Regions from separate parts of the Rattus norvegicus genome. Here region 2 is linked to region 1. A link is a contact called in public Hi-C data. All regions are on one chromosome and are shown on one strand. The core of a region is the stretch at or near the end of the contact, and the rest is flanking DNA. Distances in the headings are between cores, read along the strand shown. Region 1 has its middle 150 kb from the start of Gmds. Region 2 overlaps Gmds (GDP-mannose 4, 6-dehydratase).

What was found. A called contact is a pair of places that touch in the nucleus more often than the background predicts.
Region 2: a contact with region 1 is called in a Hi-C map of the A7r5 cell line, with 3 times the contacts expected there. The contact joins two enhancer-like sites. A contact is called at or near these places in 4 of 12 Hi-C or Micro-C datasets (the A7r5 cell line, the Rat2 cell line, frontal cortex and 1 more).

Annotation. Positions count from the first base shown.
Region 1 is chr17:32,155,522-32,161,030 of GRCr8, forward strand. No RefSeq gene overlaps it. Among named protein-coding and RNA genes, the nearest start is that of Gmds, 150 kb to the right of the region's middle. Within about 2 kb of position 2,685, at least 8 of the 93 cell types and tissues checked have an H3K27ac peak or open chromatin away from gene starts, as enhancers often do.
Region 2 is chr17:32,417,629-32,423,137 of GRCr8, forward strand. The region is part of intron 4 of Gmds (GDP-mannose 4, 6-dehydratase); the gene reads left to right. Among named protein-coding and RNA genes, the nearest start is that of Gmds, 120 kb to the left of the region's middle. Within about 2 kb of position 3,258, at least 23 of the 93 cell types and tissues checked have an H3K27ac peak or open chromatin away from gene starts, as enhancers often do.

The DNA of each region.
Region 1 (5,509 bases), core at 1,435-3,934:
CACAGGCCCTTTTGAGAGGATGTGAACTATACACCAGACAGCTTCCCAAATCAAAGAAGCTTAACGATAGTAGGCTACCAACACTAGCCCAAGTCCTACACCAATCTGAAATCTACCCTAAGAATGCCCAGGGAGTCGCATGGCCCACTAAGTCCAGTGTGCACCTCTCCAGTGTGAGATAACATGGAAACTACAGTCCGCTAAACATTTCTTGTTTTCTCTTTAGTAAATGAGTATGTGTTGGCGACTTTTTATTGCGTAATAAAACCAGCATGAAATGAACTTGCTTCAGTGTGTCCCCATTCTTTAAAACCACCGTGCCTTCCTTCTTTTGGCCTGTTTTTTTAATCTGGCGTCCTGCCTTGACCTCAGCTCTGCGTTCAGTGGAGCGATGGTCACAGCCTCGGGCAGGGAGCTTCCGCTGGGCCAGGGTGTCCTGCTGTCTGCCCATTTGGGGATCCGCATGGTATGGACAGACTGTGGGATCAGTTTGCACCCCAAGGGGAGTTGGCCTCTGTGGATATTGCTTTTATAGACTCTGCTTGTTTCTGGCTCTGTGCTTTTTTTTTTTTTATTACATTCCTTTGCAATTCTAGCAGCTGTTTTTGTCAAGAGTCTTAATAAAGTTTGAACTGTTAAGCAAACTTTATGGAAATTGGTCACAGAAGTATATGCGGCACCTTTAGGGGAGCAGAGGCTGAATGGCCCCTGGCCTGCAGTGACAAAAAAAAAGCCCAAAAGTATAGGTGAAAGACAGGGATTTGGCGGTGAAGTTTTAATCTAAATTTCTCAAAATCTGATGTCTCCCGAAGTATGGGTTTCTTTAACTCTATTTACCACAGTTTTCAGAAGAATTTGGTTACATAGCCTTACTTAGGAAGACACGTTGAGGGCTGTTAAAGTGTTACATTTGTTGGCTTGGCTTTGGTCTGGTGCTGCTTCTCCTTGTAAGTCAACGCTTGGAAGAATCAAACTTAGAGACTTAGCAGAATTATTGAGTCTACAAGAGAGTTTTAAAACTGACTAAGATGCTACCAGCTTCTTTCTTTTACTCAGCAGACTAAAAAGCCACCCCTGACATTCAGTGCACTGATCTGGCAGTGACCTTAGCTTGATCTAACAGTGTCTTCTGAGTCTGAGAATCTGAACTCCATCCAAATATACCGAGTAATGATTCTCCCCTAACACTTCACATGCCACTGTAGCAGAAAAAACATTTACCAACAGACCAAAACTAACTACTAGTCTGTCTCGAATGGGACATCACGCATTTTCTTGAATTAAACAGACTTAGACAACAGTAAACTTCAACAGGTAGCCCACCCTCCCAAATCCTTCCTTATAATGAGGCATTGATGGAACACTTTGGGAACTCATTTTGCCACCAACACTAACTAAAATGTCACCAACAGCACTGGTCTAGTAGAAATAACATACTCTAGAATAAAAGACTTAGACAAGTACTTCAGGCTTATGACATACAAAATGCAAAGGGTTTATGAAACCCACACGTCTCTAACACTTGGTGTTTACTCAGAATCACGGTTAGAATACTAGGTGACCCCAGAGGCCAGCCTAAGTGGTAGTAGTCACCCTGGGGAGGAGGCATTGTTCCCAGACTTCAGTGAGTATAAAATAAACAGACATTTCTGCCCTGCCAGATGGACTGGGTAGAGGGCACAGCAAATGATTAGATGCTATGGGACCTGAGTCCACCCTCATCCAGCTCCCGGGCTGGCTGCTGAGATCTACAGTAGATCTTTCTTTCCTTTTGTCTGTCATGATCTGCAGCAATATAAGAGAGGAGAACAAACACGATAAAGAGCCTTACATCCTTTGTGTCGATGTCTTGCTAAAACTCACTGAAGAGGATTTTCAATCCCTTTCCTAATCCCCACCCAGAGTTAGCATACACTTCATATTGTTTTTGTTTTTTTAGAAAACTAATGGTCCAAGCCCAGCCCATCGCTCCTGTTGATAACCTCATACCTGTGCTTACAACAGTCAGGGGACCCACCTCTAATTTGACAAACCTACTTAAACTCCCCGCTCCGGCTTTGTCGGCAAGAACCACAAAAGTCTGCATTCCCTTTAGCAGACAGTGGAGGGCGATGTTGTACCAACATGCTTCCACACATCAGCCTCTCGGGAAACTTCCTTTCCAAGGGAAAAGGGCTCTTTCCCACAGTAATATGAACATGATGTACGATAATGAAAACAATAACTACACCAACATATTTTCCCCAGAAGATCTTTTTTATTTGTTCAGAGTGTGAACGGAGGACCCTATAACTGTGAGATACTGAGATAAATGAATGGGTTTCTGAAAAGGGTAGAAAGTATCGAAAATACTTTCAAGATGGGCTTCCCAGACCTTGTAACTTGATGATTTTGACTACTGTGTATTAGGAATCTCATTACAAACCATTGTTCAGTAGTTTAAAGATAATATAACAGCAATAAAATAGGGAAACACCAAGATTGACATCTGGCCACAATCACCCTGGTGTTGTAAATGAGACTCGCTGACTGCGTTTCTCCCGGCACAAAGCTGGCAAGAATGACAGAAAGATACACTTCTAAACAGAGAGCTCTGACAGCTGAATGTTATTTTCAACTGCTGCACTTAAGATCTTCCTAGCCACTTCTTCATTTTCCTCCCTGAAGCCTAAACTCAGAAGACCCAAGTTAATTCCTGCCTTTTCCGTTCCCACAGCAAACTTGCTTCTGCTCAACAGAGGCTTCTTTGTAGTTCCTTGCTAGTCTGGTCGGATACTGCTCCACACCACACAGGTAACTTAATAAATCAATTTAAGAAGCACAGGCAAGTTTATGGCATGCTCAGAATATTCTAGAAGAACAAGCAGAGAAAGCTGGCTTTAATTCAAGCACACTTTCATAATTCCTAGGAGGCTTGCCAGACAGAGTACAGGACGAGTACTTCAATTTGGTTTTCAGATAAATAAGATTATTTTTAGTGTAAGTATATCCCCGTGCAATCTGTGAGCCACGCTTAACACTTCAGAAGTATCTGTTGTTTATCTGGAACTCAAGTTTAGTTGCGCTTCCACTGGAAGGAGGGGCATTCTCAGGTAGCCTCGGTACCAAATCGAGCAGGACTGCTCTATACAGTCACTACCGAGCTTTGAGTTCGGTCTCCGTGTGTAAAGACGAAAAGAGAAGCCTGTGAGTTTACATGCATTTTAAAAAGGGCTTGCTGTTCAGGTTTGGGGAGAGATAGGAAGCAGGTCTATTTTTCCCTTCGTTATTCAGAGAGTACACAGCTGCCAAGAGCCTAGTGGAGACAATTTAGATGATTTAATATTTGTAATGGTTTGAATGCAAAATGTCGCCCCATAGGCTAGGTTTCAAATGTTTGTTTCCCTGCTGGCAGTACTATTTAGGGCGGCTGTGGAATATTTAGGAGGTGGGTCCTGGCCAACAAAAGTAGGTCGCTCAGAGTAGGCTTTTCTCGTTATACCTGGCCTCTAGGTCCTGCTTCCTTGTCTACTTCCTGCTACACCATAATGATGAGCAGCTTCTGCCACAGCTCTTGTGGCCATGGGCTGAGCTGCTCCGCATACCTTCCCTGTCCTAGCCTTAAATTGATGGAAACCGTGAGCCAAAATGAGTCGCTCCTCCCTTCCGTGATTGCTGTCAGGTGTTGTGGCCATCACAATGCCGAAATAACTAATCATTCTATTTAGTCAACTTGACTGGAGAGCCGTGTCTGCAGGAACCACGTGTAGCAGCTAACGGATGTGACTTCAGCCCAAGTCACAGAAAGAGAATCAAAAGCATGTCTGCCCTTCCTCCGAACACGGGGGGCAGAGCAAATAGTCCACCTCAAATAACATTGTCTGTGATGTCTGCAGCTCCTGAGCTTCGTTTCTGTGGTGATGGGACAAGGAGCCAGCCTATTCCAGAGGTCAAGTGAACGAAGCATTCAAGCATGTTCCTCGTTTCAGATGACAGCAAACAGAAGGCAACCTGACAAGCACGGCGCTCTTGCTCTAAGTTACGTTTCTTCTCGACGTGAAAGCAGAGAGAAGGGAACCCTTGTTCACTGTCGGTGAGCCTGTACCCAGAGTAACCATTATGGAAAACCATTCACCCTAAAAGTTCCTAAGAATTAAAGGGCAGAGTAACCCTATGGTCCAGCAATACTTTTCTGCGTATGCATCCAAGGGAGCTGCAGTCAATATGTCTGCTGTCTCTGCCCTGGTATTCGCTGCAGCATGGTCTGAAGTAGCCAAGTGATAGAACTGAAACGAAGTGTCTGTGGACAGGTGGGTAGATGAAGAAAGTGATATATGTATACACATATCATATATACACATATGCATTATCCTTAGACATTTCTGTCACTTATAGCAACATGGATTAACCTGGGGACATTATGTTAACTGAAATAAACCAGATACAAAAAGAGATCAACTGTTTGATATCAATTATATTTAGGATTCAAAATAATCTCTTGGTAGAGCGCACAGTGGTGACTTCCAGGAATGGGAGAGGCAAGAAGGGGTAGGGAGGTAAGAGTGCTTGGGAACAATTCTCAGCTGGGCAAAAAGAACAGATTTGTAAGGTCTTTGGCCCAGCATGATGGTTATAGTTATGATAACATGTTACTGAGTATGTGAGGAAAGAGTATGTTAATTCTTTATTTAATCACATACCTTACCCTGCACAAAATGTGTGTAATTATATTTTGTCAATTTAAAATAGAATTTTAAGTGAATAAAGTTTTAAAACACTTGAAAATAATTTTTTCTAGATTTTTAAAACTTAAGCAGACAGACAAAAATATTAGACTTTCATTATCATTTTTCTTTTTTCTTTGCAGTTCTGGGAATTGAACCCAGAACATTATATGCATCAAAAAAGAAAGAAAGGAAGGAAAAGAAAAATCTTTACCATTGAGCTATAATGTAGTCAGTCTTCTTTTTGAAAAATAAAAATGATTCTCAACCTAACAGAACCAGAGTCACCCAGGGCCTCTGCATTGTGAAAGCTGTCGTTGTTATTGTTGTTCCTACACAGAAGACATGTAAATCAAGGAGCACAAAACCCATGAAACACTAGTAACTAATACTACAACCTTCATGGGCCAATTAACTATAAATTAAGCATGCTGTGATGTGTCTGAACTCATGACAGTAAGAAAGTCTAGCACTGTCACAGAATGTCTTCAGTCTCAGGAAGGCGAGGGTAAAGAATGGACATTTATAGAGCTTTGAGTTCTGAGTACAGGTTGTTTTAAGGGAGGTCTTTCAGGGCAACACACTGCACACAGGTATATGAATCATGACTTGGGGTTGGTGGACTTAGTGGAATGATTTTTTTGAATGAGTAAACTGATACCCTAATAAGTAGGCTTTTTACCCAGGAGAGCAGATTTTGTTTTTCCTAATACATGATTGGGGGAATTTCTTGAAGCAAACAAGAAAATTAACCTTTGATTTCAGCCTTATCTGCCTTGTACCATTTCTTGGAACAAACAGTGTAG
Region 2 (5,509 bases), core at 2,008-4,507, 260 kb after region 1:
AGGAATGTATAGAATTAACATCTGAAATGATCATATTTTTTCACTTATTATATATTAGCATATAATAATAACACTAATCTGCATATACTAAATTGATAAAAAAAATTGAGGAAATTGTTACTCTATCACATGGAATTCCTGAATGAAATCAAAGCAACATAAATCCTCTAGTTTGTTAGCACATTGTTAATATTAAAATAACTCAGGCCTGAGGAGCAAAGCACTATGGTTGAGAGAGAACCATCCCTGCAGCCTTGAAAGCGTAAGGGTCCGTGTTGTTTATATCTAGACTGCTGCGCAAGCATGCTCCATGCACGCTTCTGTTTGCGTGAACGTTTCTCGGGAATGTGACTCCTTTACAGAGGATGCAAGGTAACATGAACAATGTCTCCGTCGGTAGGGACAAGCCTATACTATGGCCAAGGACAGTCGCCTTTTGTTTGTTCTTGTTCTGTAGCCCTCTTTTCATTCTGAATATTGTTGTCCCCTCTTCTTTATAGGCACAGTTCTTTTGATACTTAAAATACTTGGTAATCACTTCATTACAAAGAAAACTTATGATAATGTTTTTTCATGTTATAATTTAACATTAGTGTTTGTACTATATAAACTGTCATAGCATGAATATGGCTGATCAGTTTCAGTATGTCTAGGATGAAATTTGGTCTTTAAAACCCTCTATTGATGAGGATAGGTAGCTGTGTACACTGCGGGTGGGGGTCTCTGCTTGTTTCTGGCTCACATTCTTCTTGGAAGCCTGTTACAGATTTAAGCAATTGAATTCAAATCTAAAACCACTTAAAAAGTCCTTTATAGTCCATTAAGAATTTTTATGGGAGAGAACACTCTATGAAAGTTCTCCGTTCCTCGTTCAAACAGATTGTTCTGCTTTATTGGATCGAGGTGGGATTGTAATTTTGATAACAGCTAATAATGTTTGGAATTTTGTATATAATTAATGGACCACACAAAGGTGTGTTTGTTAGCTTTTCCAGCCTTAATCTATTTACAGTAGTAGCTTTTTTGCTAAACAAGATCAAAAGAAGTATTTTAGTATTGTAACAACTTATGCATATTAAGCTGAAATTAATTAAAATTGTTAAATGCTTATGTGCATCTTAATGTTTATATCCAGGTGATTTTGTAAATTCTAATGGGAAGAAATGTTAAGTCATTAGTAAATATATTGTGAATGAAACCATTTCTTTTCCTTTTGTGATGAATGGAAACAGATTTTAGAATTCCTAATTAGATAAGTGTATACACTCTCAGATTGGTGTCTGTGTTTGAAGAATTAAGCTCCTCTTTAAAAGACCTAATAGAACCTGGTTTTAGGCACAGTCCTCACTTTATCATTTTAGTATGTGTTGTGTTTATAAAATTTATTTTGTTAAAGTTGAGTCCTTAAAATTAGAACAAAAAGATAAAATGAGACCTTTTCTAATTCAAAGAATCTTAATGCATAAGGAGTTTTTATTATTTCGGTTTCTATGTAAATACTGATACTTTGTCAGTGCCAGCAACAAGAAACTTTTTGTACTATATGGTGTGTACTTTTAAAACATTAATATCAACGAGTAATAGACATAATTGTTATTAAATGATAACAACCTTATATCTTTTGCATGTTTATTTTCTAATATGCAGTTAGTTAGAATTGTTTTGTTTAGAAGACTGTGAAGCGTTGCTTGGTCTCTTATAATGGCTAAGTCCATCAGAATAGTACTTGTAGAACTCTTTGGAGATTGGTACATTTCATTATGAACTAAGTTATATGCAGTCACAGTACTAATGAGTAAAGTGAAATTTTACAGAGGTGCTGTTGGAAAGTTATAAAGAATGGGCGAGTAGAGTGGAAGGAGCAACATTAGGGCTTTTCATCGGGCCAGCACCTTTCTCTCTGCTGCTTTTCTCCTTTAGCAATCAATAATATCAACAAACCAGACCTCCGACTTTCAAAGGATGTTCTTTAGGACAGTCCCTCGTCCTCACTGTCAGTCGCCCTTCTTTCCTATGGATACATTGAGGAGAGGCTGCTTTTACTTGTGTCCTCCCCCCACAGCACTGGCCACGGAGGATGAGTCTGCTGTGCATTTGTTAGCATCATCCACAGCCAGGCTGAGAGGTTCTGGTCGACTCCTCTGCCTTTTCTGGGGAGGAGCATTTCAGTGTAGATTAGCACTGGTTAAAATGGTTATTATACCACAGTATTTGTTTTTACTTCACAAGAGAAAATACTACTTTTCTTTTTACCTTATATTAAAATTTTGGCTAAGTGGTCATTTATCCTGTTACTTGGCAAGATATTTAAATGGCAATTTTGATTAAAATTAACTTATTTTATTGAATTTATTTACTTAAGTTTCTTCAGTATCTCAGTTTTTACTTTTATTTTTCAATTGTTAACTATGTAAATGTTATTATATTAATTAATAATTTTTAGTATTTGTAATGGGAGAAAAAGTATTGACTATAATAAAAATATTTTGTTAATATCCACATTGAGAAAACAACTATTGGCTACAATAAAAATTAGATGCATTAAATAATGCACCTTTGCAAGTCATTGTTAATGGAGTTGGTTCACAGGAAGTCCTAGAAATTCCCAGCAAGTTTCTCCTCTTGAGTAGGAAGGCTGTCCTTTATCTAGATGAGAGACAGGATTATTCCTTTAGGGACCCAGGAAAGTCACTGCCACAGGATGCTTGTTATGCATTTTTGTACACATAGATGGCAGCAAAGTGTCACAGACAAGGGTCCAGCCTTGAATTTAGAATGAAAGATGAGTGACAATACACACTGATTTCCATCAGCTTAGCTCCCTGGGTTCTTTGTGTGAGTAAATCTAAAATAAGAAAGAAAGCTACTATTGATAACACACGAGTATAGCAGGATGGAAGAAGCCGTGGGGGCTGTAATACACTGAGTTTCTGACAAATCCCAGGTGGAAATCTCAATTTTTTCAGGTATGTCTTCCATCGTAAGATGACTAGAAGCAGCTTTGAGATTGTTCGTGTCAGAATAAAAAGACAGAATGGTGGTAAGGGAAGAGGGAAGTAAAAGAGAAACCTTATGAAAGTCTCAGCGGCAAGAAATGGCCTGCTGCCTGTGAGTACTGTGGGGTTTGGCCTGCATGGCTCCTTTTTAGTTAAGCAAGTTACAAAGAGGAAATGTCAGTCCACGAATCAGGCAAACATTCCATGGGAACATTTGCTCAAATGTCAGCATTTTAGAAAATAGAACTGCAGTCTATTACGGCCCAGTCCCCAGGCTGGATTTTCTATTAAATACACAAGTACAAATGTGTTTGTTCAGAACACGTTCTCAATTAACAAGTCATTTTATGCCTTAATTAGCATTCCTATATAATGACATAATCACTGTAGAAGATGACAGTCATCATTATAATTAATATTTAATATGTGTCTGGCTCTGACAACCTTTCTGTGCGTTCTCACAAACTTCTAGGCAATTTTCAAATTTTAGAATTGTATTTTGTAAAATCAGAGAAAGGAGGAGTTAAGGAAGTAGAAGCGAACTTATTAGAGACTCCAATCTGGAAGTTAGGTACAGAAGGGCATTTTGTAACAATGTAACAATTGAATCACGGTGGTCTTTTCTCCTTACAAACACTGCTTAAAGAATCGGCAATGTTGTTCACCAAACATTTCCCCCACTTTTTTTTAAATCTCCTCAGGCAATTTGGTATCATAGACTAATCTCTCTGTCACAAATTGAATCTAAAGGTGTATATAACAACTTGCTTAAATGCAGTATCTGGCAAGTCTCTCTTGTGACAGCAACTTATTTCTCACATAATTATTTTCTTAGTAAATTTGATATCTTAACAACCCCTTCCCTCATTTCTGAGTTCAAAAGTAACACTTAATATAATTTATTTCTCATAGTTAATAAAGGCTTACTTGAGAGTCTTGCAGTTCACCCTCTAGCTGCCTCAGCCGAGTGAGGTCAGGAGGGAATGTGGTGGCCAGGGTGAAGGTGGTTTCCAGCATCACTTTGCTGGGGACTGTAATGGCCTCAATGGGGTTTTAATGATGCATAAAACATATTTTGGCTGTTGCTTGTTAATGATTAAATGAGTTTGCTCTGCCACATATTGGTAGAAAAGATATGTACCTAGGTAGTTTTTCTCTCTTAAACTATCTACTGTGTTAGCTTTAATTTGTATGCACAGGCAGGTACGTGTTAACTCTGTTTTTAGCACTGCTACATGAACATAAAAACTACACAAATTTTGATTTGTATACTTGTAATTATTTGATAACTTTAAATAATTTAGTAAAATTTAATAAGGTGAATTTTTGTCATCCTACCATGTTTAAAAATCAAAGTTTAGGTTGTCATATACAGATTCTTTTGTAAGCTATTGAAATACCAACTTTAAAGTTAATGAACTTTAGATTACTATATGCTACTTGAAAAATAACTTTTAACCAGACTATTATATTTTTTAGGCAACTGCCTTCCTTTTGTATGTTTAGCTCATTTGGCAGACATTAGGTTAAGGCTATGGGCTTTTTCTTATTAGAATGGTATCATACATATTATTTATTTGACCTTTTCTTTGCCATGGTTTTCATAAAAAGGACAGGATTGCAACATCACTTCCTCAAACTCTTTGGTTTCAAAAGAATCATGTTGCACACAGCCACATATGAGTGATTTGTCTTGCTTACTAACAGAAGAACATTGTTCTCTACCTAAATCAAGCAGCTGATTTTATTAATGTTAGCATTGGTATATTAATTTTCCTTAATAATATTTTATATTTTATACATACATTTAAATGTTGAGTAATTAATAAAATACTTTTGATTTTTTTATAATCTTTTCAACGTACTTTTTAAAAGGGTACATTTTATAAATAACTTTTGATGTTTCTTTTCCCAAATAAAATGGGATTTATATGAGGTATAAAGGAAGATTTCTATGTTTTATTGGCAGCTTGTAACAAACTTTAATTTAAGACCACTTTATATTTGTTTACCTGAGTAAACATTACTATATTTTAGATATTTAAAAATATTTCATAACATTATAGCTTAAGTAATATTTGTCTTACTTGATTTTCCAAATTATGTCACCATTAATTGTTTTTAAAGAAGTAGTGTTACAGTTTATAGGAAAGCAGATTTACTCTGTTGTTTGAGTTATGCTACCAGAATATTTAAGAATTATTCTTAGATTTTTTTGTGTGTTTTACTCCAAACATGTTCTGTTATCTGATAAAAAATAATTTAAAATGATAAACACTCTTAAAAGCAAATTGATAGATTGGAATTGTAATCATAAATTATTATTTTTTTCAAGTGTTCATAATCTTTCATCAAGTACTAATGAGCAGTGGGAAAAAGAAAATATGAATGTTATAGTGTTCAAGTTTGGGGCCAAACTGTATTTCCTTTTCTTATTTTTTAAAGAGTTCAGGGTAGCGAACACCTACAAGTGTATTGCCAGTCTTTCTATTCTTTGAGGAGGGATTTCACAA